Regions from separate parts of the Mus musculus genome. Here region 1 is linked to region 2. Evidence: chromatin contacts called from public HiChIP or PLAC-seq data. All regions are on one chromosome and are shown on one strand. The core of a region is the stretch at or near the end of the contact, and the rest is flanking DNA. Distances in the headings are between cores, read along the strand shown.

Region 1 (5,241 bases), core at 2,712-5,211, 1.0 Mb after region 2:
TATGACCTGAGATTCACTTTTTAAAGCCATTGAACAGGAACTGTAGACATGGCTCAGTTGCCACAGAGTGCTTGCCCAGCATGCATGAAGTCCCAGGTTCAACCTCAACACGATGTAAACTGGACTTGGTAGAGCACTCTCATCATTCTAGCACTCTGGAGGTGGGAGATTAGGTGCTCACAGTCTTCATTGGCTAGTTTGACCCAGTCTCAAAAAAAAAAAAATCATTAAAGGAATTTTGACTTAGAATTAGGATAAAATTTCCAGCAAAATTTGAAATGGTTCTAAACATGCTTCTGCCATTTAGAAAATATTTGTGTGTATGTGTGTGTGTGCACATGTGCATGTGCAGCATGGCATTCCTGTGGAGAACAGAGGACTTTGAGGGCTTGTCTTCTACTTCTACCTTATTTGAGACAGGGTATCTTAATGTATTTCCTTTGTTGTGTACCCCAGGCTAGCTCACTCTCTCCCTTCTAAAAATTCTCCTGTTTCCATTTCCCACCTCTCTGTAGGAGCAGTAGGATATTACAGGCACACGCGATTAAGGCGAGCAGGCTTTCTGTTCTGCAGGTTCACAATCAGGTCCTCAGCAAGTGGCTGCATGCCTGTAGTCCCAGCACTCTGGAGGCAGAGGCAGGTGGATCTCTGTGAGTTGGAGGCCAGCCTGGTCTACCAATCAACTTTCAGGACAGCTGGAGCGGTTACACAGAGAAAACCCCATCTCAAAAAACAAAAAAATAAAAAGTAAAACAAACTGAAACAAACCAAACCAGAATCAGTTCCTCACACTTGCACAGCCAACACCTTACCCACGCAGCCATCCTCCCCACCCTCTTGTACTACAGACCTATGAGAATCAGTATTCTCAGCTAAAGGATTATAAAATTAAAACACAAACCAATTTTAAAAATAAACTTAGAGGATGCTGTATGCCCTGCAGTAATAATTAGCTAACATTTAATTTTATGTAAAATATACAAAGTTGCTTTTGTCTGTAGCAAATGATTACAGACAAAAGAGTGGCTTAAAAATAAATTTCAGTATTATCATCAGTAAATGTTTGACTTGCATATCTATTTTGTGTAGCTTTATACCCAGGGTCATTTAAAAAGTTTAGAGTGAAAGCATGTATAAGAAGACCAGTGCTTGGCCGGGCGGTGGTGGTGCACACCTTTAGTCCCAGCACTTGGGAGGCAGAGACAGGCAGATTTCTGAGTTCAAGGCCAGCCTGGTCTACAGAGTGAGTTCCAGGACAGCCAGAGCTATACAGAGAAATCCTGTCTCAAAAAACCAAAAAAAAAAAAAAAAAAAAAAAAAAAAAAAAAAAAAAAAAAAAAGAAGAAGAAGAAGACCAGTGCTAGACAGCAAAAGAAGAAAGTACAATTTAAAGAGTAGTTTTTGTATAAAAAGCTGAAGGAGGGGCTAGAGAGAACGCTGCTTTCCAGAAGATCTTCAATCCAAGCACCCATATGATGGCTAATACCTGTCTGCAACTCCAGCCCCAAGGATACCCTCTGTAGGCACTGCACTAACATAGGTGGAACACACAGGGGTATGTGAGTACACAGACATTCATGTCACATAAAATAAAATCTACAAATTAAAAAAACAAAGAAGCCCAACTGTGGTGGTGCATATTTTGAGTTCTAGCATTCTGGAGGCCGAAGTGTACAGATCTCTATGAGGTCAAGACCAGCCTGGTCTACTTAGCAAGTTACTACAGGCTAGCCAAGGCTACATAGTGAAACTCTGTCCCAAAGCTAGCCAAGGAACTTTGAAGGTATACTTTGCAAACAACTTGTTCTTAACTCTGTCCTGATGGAGTGAAAGTAACTAAGGGCAATGGTGAACAGGTGTGGCAGTGTTAAGAAAACTTTCATCTAACACTCACATATCAACGGGAGAAGAGGCCTTTCAAACCTTATAAAGGCACATTTGTTCTTCATATCACAGAAAGAAGTCTTCAGGCACACATTGTAAATAGCTAGCTCAGCACTGCTAATGGTTTGCTTGTTTTGTGTTAACCCTTAGCCCAGTTGATCCTAGGGAGGAATACAGGGCTTTGTGCTTTTGAGACTATGAGGCAAACACACACACACACACACACACACACACACACAGAGAGAGAGAGAGAGAGAGAGAGAGAATCAGCAGACAAAGAAGCTCCAACACTGAGAATCTCAGAGACAAGGCTGCCCACCTGACCAGAGAAGGAAGAGTATAAACTTTGGAATGATTGATTGCCTCTGTTTCCACTCTGTTCCAGCCAAACTGGCTGGAGATCAGAAGGTAAGTGAATAGGCTGTTGTTAATCAGTTGTCTCCTCAGATCACAGGGTTTTTAAATAATGTTACTGAAGCTTAATGATTTAATTCCCGTCCTCTACTCATTGATGTTTGTTGTGAAGGATAACGGGAACTCTACATTTTGGTGACAGAATCACAAAATTTACTTTCACCTTTGATATCCAAGCTACTGCATGGTCTGCAAAACGGAATTATTTATCCTGTGATTCTTGACAAGAAAAACTTGTAGATTAATCTAATAAGCGAGAATAGATAAGGGCTGGAAGATGGCTCAGTGGTTAAGAGCATTTGCAGCACACAAGACAATGTTCCCAGCACCCATGTCAGGAGCCCCCACCCCCACCCAGACCTCCAGCTCCCAGGGATAAGATATCTTCTGGCCTCAGAGGGTATACAAACATATGTGGCACAAGGACGCACACAGGGCATGTGGGGGCATTAGTATATTTTAAAAATAAAGGTCACATAGTGAACCCCCATGATGGCATTAGTAGCTTTACATTTATTTATCTATTGTGCATGTGTATATGCCAGAGGATAATTTTCATGAGTAGGTTCTTGCTTTCCATTTAGTGAGCTAGGGTCTCTTGTTTGTGGCCAGGGCTCGCTGGCCCTCCAGTCTCCATCTTGCATTTCAGGAGGTCTGGCTTGCACAGCAAGTCATCTCCCTCCCTTTCCTTTCTTCTTCTTTTCTTTTGTGGCAAGGTCTCATGCGGCACAGGTTGGTCCCAGACTTGCTAGGTAGCCCATGTCAGCGCTGAACTCCTGATCTCTCTCCCTCCATCTCCTAAGTGCTAGATCACAGACCTGTTTCTTCAGGGTGGCTTCGATTATTTCTGAAGCTTAGTGATTACATATAGAAGTTCATTTTATTACTTTGTTTCCTTGTGTGTGCTTGTTAGGAATCAAACACAGGGCATCTCAGATGCTAAGCTGCTCTAAAACTGATTTTTTTATATGTTTGTAAAATTTCACAATAGTTTCTTAAATGTTTAGATTTAAAAGGTTAATCTTACGCTTTTCTCCTCTCTTAAAACAATAGCAACAACAACAACCTTAAGAAAGTGTGTGCAGCTAATAAGACTGCCTTTTGCTTCTTTTTCTGAAAGACGGAACTCATTCCGTACAGCAGTCTCCTTGGAACAGACACAGAATGGCAGTGACAGTACAAAGGCAACGACGCCAGAACAGGTAAAGATTTCTTTTCTTCTTTTTTCGCTTTTGAGCTCTGTCCCAGGACCAATCCCATTTCTACAAAGAAATCAAATCGAGATCCCTTCGAGACGCCCTAGGGTCGCCGGTCCTCAGCTGATTCGCAGAGGCGCCGCCAGGCGAGGAAAGTTCCGTCCGCCCCACCTAGCAGGGGCGGGGAGCGACGTCAGCACGTCGGCCCTCACGTCCAGCTGGGTGACTACTGACCGGAATGCCCAGGCTGGCTCCGACCGCTTTCAGAGCCTGAGCGAGGGCACTGCGGCTGCGCAGGCATGCCGGGGGAGGGGCTTCGGGGCTGAGCGGCCCTCGAGGAGCGGCTGCCGGAGGGCCGGGTAAATCCCCAGAGGCCGGAATGATTAGCCCAGGGGCTGCTCCGCCCCTGGCTCCTCCCACCCCGCGTCGGCGCTACCCCGCCTCCGCCTCCGCCTCCCGCCCGGCTTCGGGGTGACACGGGGCTTCGCCGCGGGCAGGGCGGAGGGCAGCAAGTTAGCCCGCGGCGGGGTGGCGCCGGCGGGCCTGTGAGCGTGGTGAGGGGACGCCGAGGTCGGGCGGAGGCTGCCGCGGGGCGGGAAGGCCCGGGGGAATGCGGCGCAGGGCTGCAGCCTGAGGGGCGGCGGCGGCGGGCGAGGGGGCGCGGCCGGCCCGGGCGGGTCTGGCTGCGGCCGGTTGGCGTGGGTCCCGGGTCTGGGTCCCAGAGCGCTCCGGGCCGCGCTTCTGAAGTTGATTGGCACGCCTGACGTTTGTCTCTCTTGTTCGTAACGGGGACGCAGGGAGGAAATGGAAAGGTCCCCGGACTGCTGCGAGGCGGGGTCTGGGGTCGTCCCACGGGAGGTGGTCCTTGCCACGGTGTGTGAGCCCCTTTCTTCTTGGGTGGAGAGGTGGAAGCCAGGTAGGCAGGATGACTTTCGCTGTGTGGATGGTTAAAACAAACAAACCAGGAATTCCTCGGGCCCTCCCCCCACGCCCTGCCCTGCAACGCAGCAAACATTCCCAGCAACTTTTAAGAAGCTGGCGAGAAATCTCGGATATTTGTTGTGTTTGATCTGTGCTCCTGGTTAAAGGAAGGCGTGAGTAGGGAGCCGTCTTCCTTCCCATCTACCGCAGTTTTGGTTGTGAATCTGCCTGGAAGGTTTTAGTATTTTATGTTGATCATTAGTCGTGGTGTGCCAAACAGGAGTTTCTGGAATATCTAATCACATTAAAAATTTATCCCTTTGAATGGGGTGATCAAGGCAGACGGATATCTGGATTTTTTTTTTTCAAATGTGGCTTAAAAAAACTTAGGATATTTTTGTATTTCACAGACCTATTTACGAGACCAGCTACCCCTGATGAAGAAGTGTTGGAGTAGTTGCTGAAATTGACCCTTATTGACCTGAGACAGTCTTATTTGTTCTACGAATTTTTTTTTTTGTTTTTTTTTTGTTTATTCCACTGCTTTGAGCTTTACTGTAACGGCTGATAAACTTGGAAAATAAAGTAATATGATATGGTCTTGAACCGTCTTTTTGAGGAAATATTAAAGTACCAGAGTGGAAAGCCAGAATGGCAGCCAGAGAGAGGCTCTTTGAACTTTGGATGCTTTATTGTACAAAGGTAATTTGCTTTCCTTTTATTTCTGTACTTAAAATTACTTGATTATAAAATTTTGTATCCAGCATTATGACCTTATTGTGTAGTGTGTTTGTGCATATTGATAATCCTGAACTGGCAGGTGTGG
Region 2 (4,863 bases), core at 174-2,673:
AACACAAAATAGTTTGCAAGAAACCAATAAATTTGAAGAAACGCTACCATCATAATTGAAGAATTAACACATTGCACATTAAACCTTACCAAGTAGTCTACCAAATCAGAAAATCATTCTATCAGCGCTAATCCTGCTTGTGACTCAGGAAACCACTACAGCACAGCACTCCTGGAGTCTATTTACTCCTGCATTCAAAGTTGCTACATCCTTTCAGGGTTTTGTGTAGGCTCACATGTGTGCTTCTGTGCTATCTATCCACACTCACACGCTTAAATACACAGTATCCACATGGTAGGAGGGAGCTGTTTTCAGCTATCTTGCTTTTGGTTGGTTTCCTGTTTGTTTGGTGACAGAGTCCCATGTAGTCCATGCTGGCCTCAGACTTTCTCTCTAGTCAAGGATCACCAGATGCTCTCATCCTCCGGTCTCCACCTCCCAAGGGCTGGGGTTGTGTGACAGGCATGTGTGACCACAAATGGTTTATGTGGTGCTGGGAACTGAACCCTGGACTTCACATATGCCACACAAGCATTCTACCAGCTAAGCTATATCTTTCTTTACCTTATCCTTTTTATTACTGGTGGGGCACTATGTGGATTTAAATAATAACCTTATGTGTTTAAGTGCCTTGGTTTGAATTGCGCCAGAATGAAGGATTCTAGACAGGTGATTTATAGGGTAAAGAGGTAGGGAATAAGAAAAGGCAATTAAAAACTGTGTTATAAAGCAAGTGGTCACCATGAATACCTGGAATGTACGCAGCATTACCTTAAAATTCAGCTTTGGGTCTCTGGGGTAGCTCAGCAGGAAATGCATTCGCTGCCAAGTCTGATGACTTTGAACCCACATGGTAGGAGGGAGCTGTTTTCAGTTGTTCTCTGACCTCCACAAGCACCAGGGCTTCCACAAACGCATGCGCGCACACTTGCACACAAGCGTACACACACACACAATTAAATTGTAATTAAACATTATAATTAAAACATTTAAAGCATTTCCTTCTGCTTTAAAACAATTGCTATTCAAAGTCCTGACCTCTTACCCACTAGGCTTGTTTTCTAAAGTATTTTTCAATATGGAAATCTTGAAAAAGCCCATATGCAACCCTCCCTGAGAAATGGCCTGCTGGCTTCCTCTGCATCCAAGGCCCTCACAGAAGATGGGACAGTTTCACTTGAACTCTTTGACAACGCACTGTGCCACGCTTAAGAGATGGTACTGTAGGACAGTCAACCACTTTAACACAGACTACCCACGATTATCTGTAGCTGCTGCTGGTGCCTTCTGGAAATGCGGCATTGCGAGCAGACTCTTACCTGCAAGGATGAAAACACAGTGTTGCTCCTGGCAAGAGAGAAGCAAGCAGGAAGCACCAGGAGGCTGCTAGCTGCCAGTCACCTGATGCTCTAGAGAAAAGCTCTGTGCATCCTCTTTGGCATAATCCTGCCCTTGCAGGCTAACCCTGGACCTCTTCTAAGCCTCCGCAGCAGCCCTAGCTGTCCCTGCAAGGGAACATCTCATTTACATTATCCTCCACCACAGTGAGCTTTCTCTCACATGAGTACTACACTCCCATACAAGCCCTTAATATTTCTGTTGACTGTTTCCAGATAACAAACACCAATCGCCCCCCTTCAAATCTTTCCTACTTTTAGTTTGTTTTTTTTTTTTGAGACAGAGTCTTATGTAGCCCCGGTAGCCTCAAACTGTGTGTATAACCAAGGATAACTGAACTTCCTCCACCCTCAAGGGCTCAGACTACAAAGGTGTGCCACTACACCCACCAGAGGCTTTTACTTTTCTTAACTTCAGCTTTTCAAGGCCTAATGCAGAACACATCTGCGGGGCATAGGCAGTGGGAAAGAGTAGAGGAAAGTCGGGAAGCTCTGGGTTGGAGTCCCAGCGCAGACACAGCAAACTATAGCTATTCACCGATAGGGAAAGGGAGCCCCCAGACTGGCACTGCTGAGGGCTGCTGTGAGTTACATAGGTGCTGGTATTTCTAGTCACAGACAGTGCCTGGAGATTTAGGGTTTTCCACACACACATGAAAATTTATTGTTTTAAGCTGCAACTCAAGAACTGTGTAGAATGAGGAAAATACAGTGGTTAGGCAGCTTCTCTTAAAACTGAAATTAGAAGATTGAATTGCAACGGGTTCTCAGAGATGTGAGATGGCATGCTGCCATTTGAGAATTTCTCTGGTCCTATTGTCCAAGTTTCCATCCATTCCCACTATTAGCCCCTCCTGATCTTTCTCTGAAGGAGGTAGGTGTTCAATTACTTTGGCTTTACTAGCCAAATCTGGCATTTGTGTCTTGGCTCACAAACTAAAAATATGCGAAATGAGAAAGAGTTGGTCCCTCTCCACAGGGAGCAGCTCGGCCTGGCAGAAGACGGTAGGCGGAGAGATGCGGACAGTGCTATCCTCCTAAACCTGTTCCTCTAGCCCTTCCCTAAACAAAAACAAAGCCCACAACTGTCTTACTCACAGCAGCAGTTTTCCTTGGAGACCTTTGTCTCTGGGTTATCGGGATCAGAATTAACTTGCTCTTTGCCAGAAATTGGCTAGTAGTTAAGTGAATTAAAAACCCCAGGGGTTCCTGAGGTCTGAGGCATGGATTACAATGTGGAGAAAGAATACTGTAAACTGAGCACTCTTTAAAGTACAGTCTGCCCCATGTCATTTCTTCCACAGTCATAGAACAGCTTCGTAGAGATGAATGTCATTTATTATGAAAACTGCTGTTACATTACAGCCAACATTCCAAAACAGTATGTTAACAAATGCTTGTCTTGATTATAAAGTAGCTCGGAAATCATGATCCTTTTCAAAAGTAGTTGCCGCCTGCTGAGTCATTTCCCATGAGTCAGGCCACTGCGCTCGCCTCCGAGTACAGCAGATGAGACAGAAGAGCACCTGTGGTATCCAAACAGCTACGAGTGGCACTGCTCCAGCGCACACCCACAACCCACACTTGTGAGGCTGCTTGTAAAAGAGCAAACCGTGGTTATGCGGTGCTGTCACAATACTTCTGAGGTGGGAGAATCCCATGTGCGTCTCTCCTTCCTTCCCTTCTGAGTTCAGTGTGAGGTAGAGGGAAGACCCGCAGACTGGGCTGAGGGCCACTGTAGCTCCCTGCTTCCTCACATGTGCAGATCTTCAGTCTCCACACAAAGCTTGTGCTAAGAAGCTTACGGGCCTCCTGGGTAGGCAGTGGGCCTCGGATCAGTGAGGTTTGGAGCAGCTTGGCACGGCAGTGTTTGCACTCCAGTGTATTCCTATGTTCTTTTCAGTCAGCAGGCAGAAGATCCTATGTGGATGCATTCCACGAGGGGACCAGGATGTCATAGTCACCCCGTGGGAGCTCTCTGACCACAAATGCCTTGGTAAAGGGGCTTACAAAAGGTTAAAACTACAGTTTAAAACTTCTTCTCCCCCACCCCCACCCCTAGCAAAGTAGCATGCTGCACTTGTGCCTGGGAGAGGTCTAGGAAGGCAAGGGATGGCTGCTTCAGTTCAAGTAAAACCTGCTCCTTGCCAAAGGGTATTGGGTAACTGCAAATGGAATTAGACAAACCAGGAGCTTAAACACAGTCATCAACTTCTTTTCATCTAAGCAGCTTTCCTGGAAAGGTTTCCTGGAACTGCATGGAGCTGAGAGCTTTCACTACAGGAAAGGGTAACCAGTTTCCTTTTCTAAGTAGGTGTGTGGATCTCAGCACAGGCCAAAGACTCTACTCTATCCCTATCTCCTTTTCCAGTCTCCATTTGAATGATACAGTATGTTTTCCATGCTGGGCTCTAATTATTAGTAAGGCTCAGAAATTACAACCAAAATAGCACAAAAGTCCATTCTGTATTCAACACTGTTCTTTGCCCCATCAGCCTCCAGTCGGTGCCTGTGCCATAGCTGTAGCCTCCGCAGCAGATAATCCGGTCCTCAAGCTGTCAGGCGCCCTAGTTAAGCTTCTCCCGCTGAATCTGGAAGTAACAGGCCTGAAAATCCAAACAAATTCAGATTCAGTTTCTTTAAGACTTGGGAAAAAACAATCCCTTACTGAAGGCACATTGTCTACCTCACCAAGCTCTCTCCAGCCAATGGCTACTGTAGCCTAACAACAACAAACACTTGCCCTCTATTTCCTCTGTGTACCGGTCTTTACTGATTAACATGAGACCATTCACTGGTGACTGGGAAGTGTGAGGGTACACGGGACAATGTGAGCAGAGCTCGTCCACATTTACTACTCGAAGGCTGAGCAGCCCCACACACCACACAGCAAGTCAGAGTTTCCAAGACTGAATTTCTGAGAAGCAGTGATCCCAAAGTGCTTGTGTGCTTAGGACTCACACACCAGAGTGGTGCACAATTTCCACTCTTGACTTCTTAGGAGAAATCCCAGGGAGTGGGATCCTGAGTCAAACACACCAGCGCTTGGCCATGACAGTCTCTAGTAACTGTTCTTAGAGAGCAGCCTAACTGCTCGCTGCCCTGTTACCAGCAATGTGGGAAAGGGGCCTCACTATAAACCCACCAGCACTGGGTAGAACCGGAACACTTCTGCTGGTGTTTTAGGCACACGCTTCAGTCTGGCCTTCTATGGCTTTAAGTGAGCCTGAGCATGTCCTTATGGACATTCACTAATGTTCCCTGGGAACGAAGGCTTCCCAGCAGGACTATGAAGAATCTGTAGACATGTCACTACAGCTTGCTCTTTATTTCTCTTTCTCAGTTTATACACAGAAACATTAATGTTAAAAAGTTAACTTGGGCCAGGAACCTGATGTTCAGTCCTAAGGGTTTCACAGACCCGTCTTCCTTTGCTCTACAAACCCCAAAGCACCTACACTTCTCT

Evidence for each region. HiChIP or PLAC-seq counts read pairs in DNA pulled down with a chosen protein or histone mark.
Region 1: a contact with region 2 is called in a FOXA1 HiChIP or PLAC-seq map of pancreatic cancer cells. The contact joins the promoter of Nbeal1 here to the promoter of Mpp4 in region 2. A contact is called at or near these places in 1 of 39 promoter capture datasets (liver) and 1 of 115 datasets of contacts at active chromatin or transcription factors (pancreatic cancer cells).

Annotation. Positions count from the first base shown.
Region 1 is chr1:60,176,638-60,181,878 of GRCm38.p6, forward strand. Nbeal1 (neurobeachin like 1) reads left to right here and starts at 3,962. Exons shown (of 55, transcript NM_173444.2): 1 at 3,962-4,048; 2 at 4,826-5,117. The coding sequence starts at 5,067.
Region 2 is chr1:59,160,213-59,165,075 of GRCm38.p6, forward strand. It overlaps Mpp4 (membrane protein, palmitoylated 4 (MAGUK p55 subfamily member 4)), which reads right to left and starts at 1,424. Exons shown (of 22, transcript NM_145143.3): 1 at 1,320-1,424. Als2 (alsin Rho guanine nucleotide exchange factor) reads right to left here. Exons shown (of 34, transcript NM_028717.6): 34 at 2,544-4,003. The coding sequence ends at 3,965.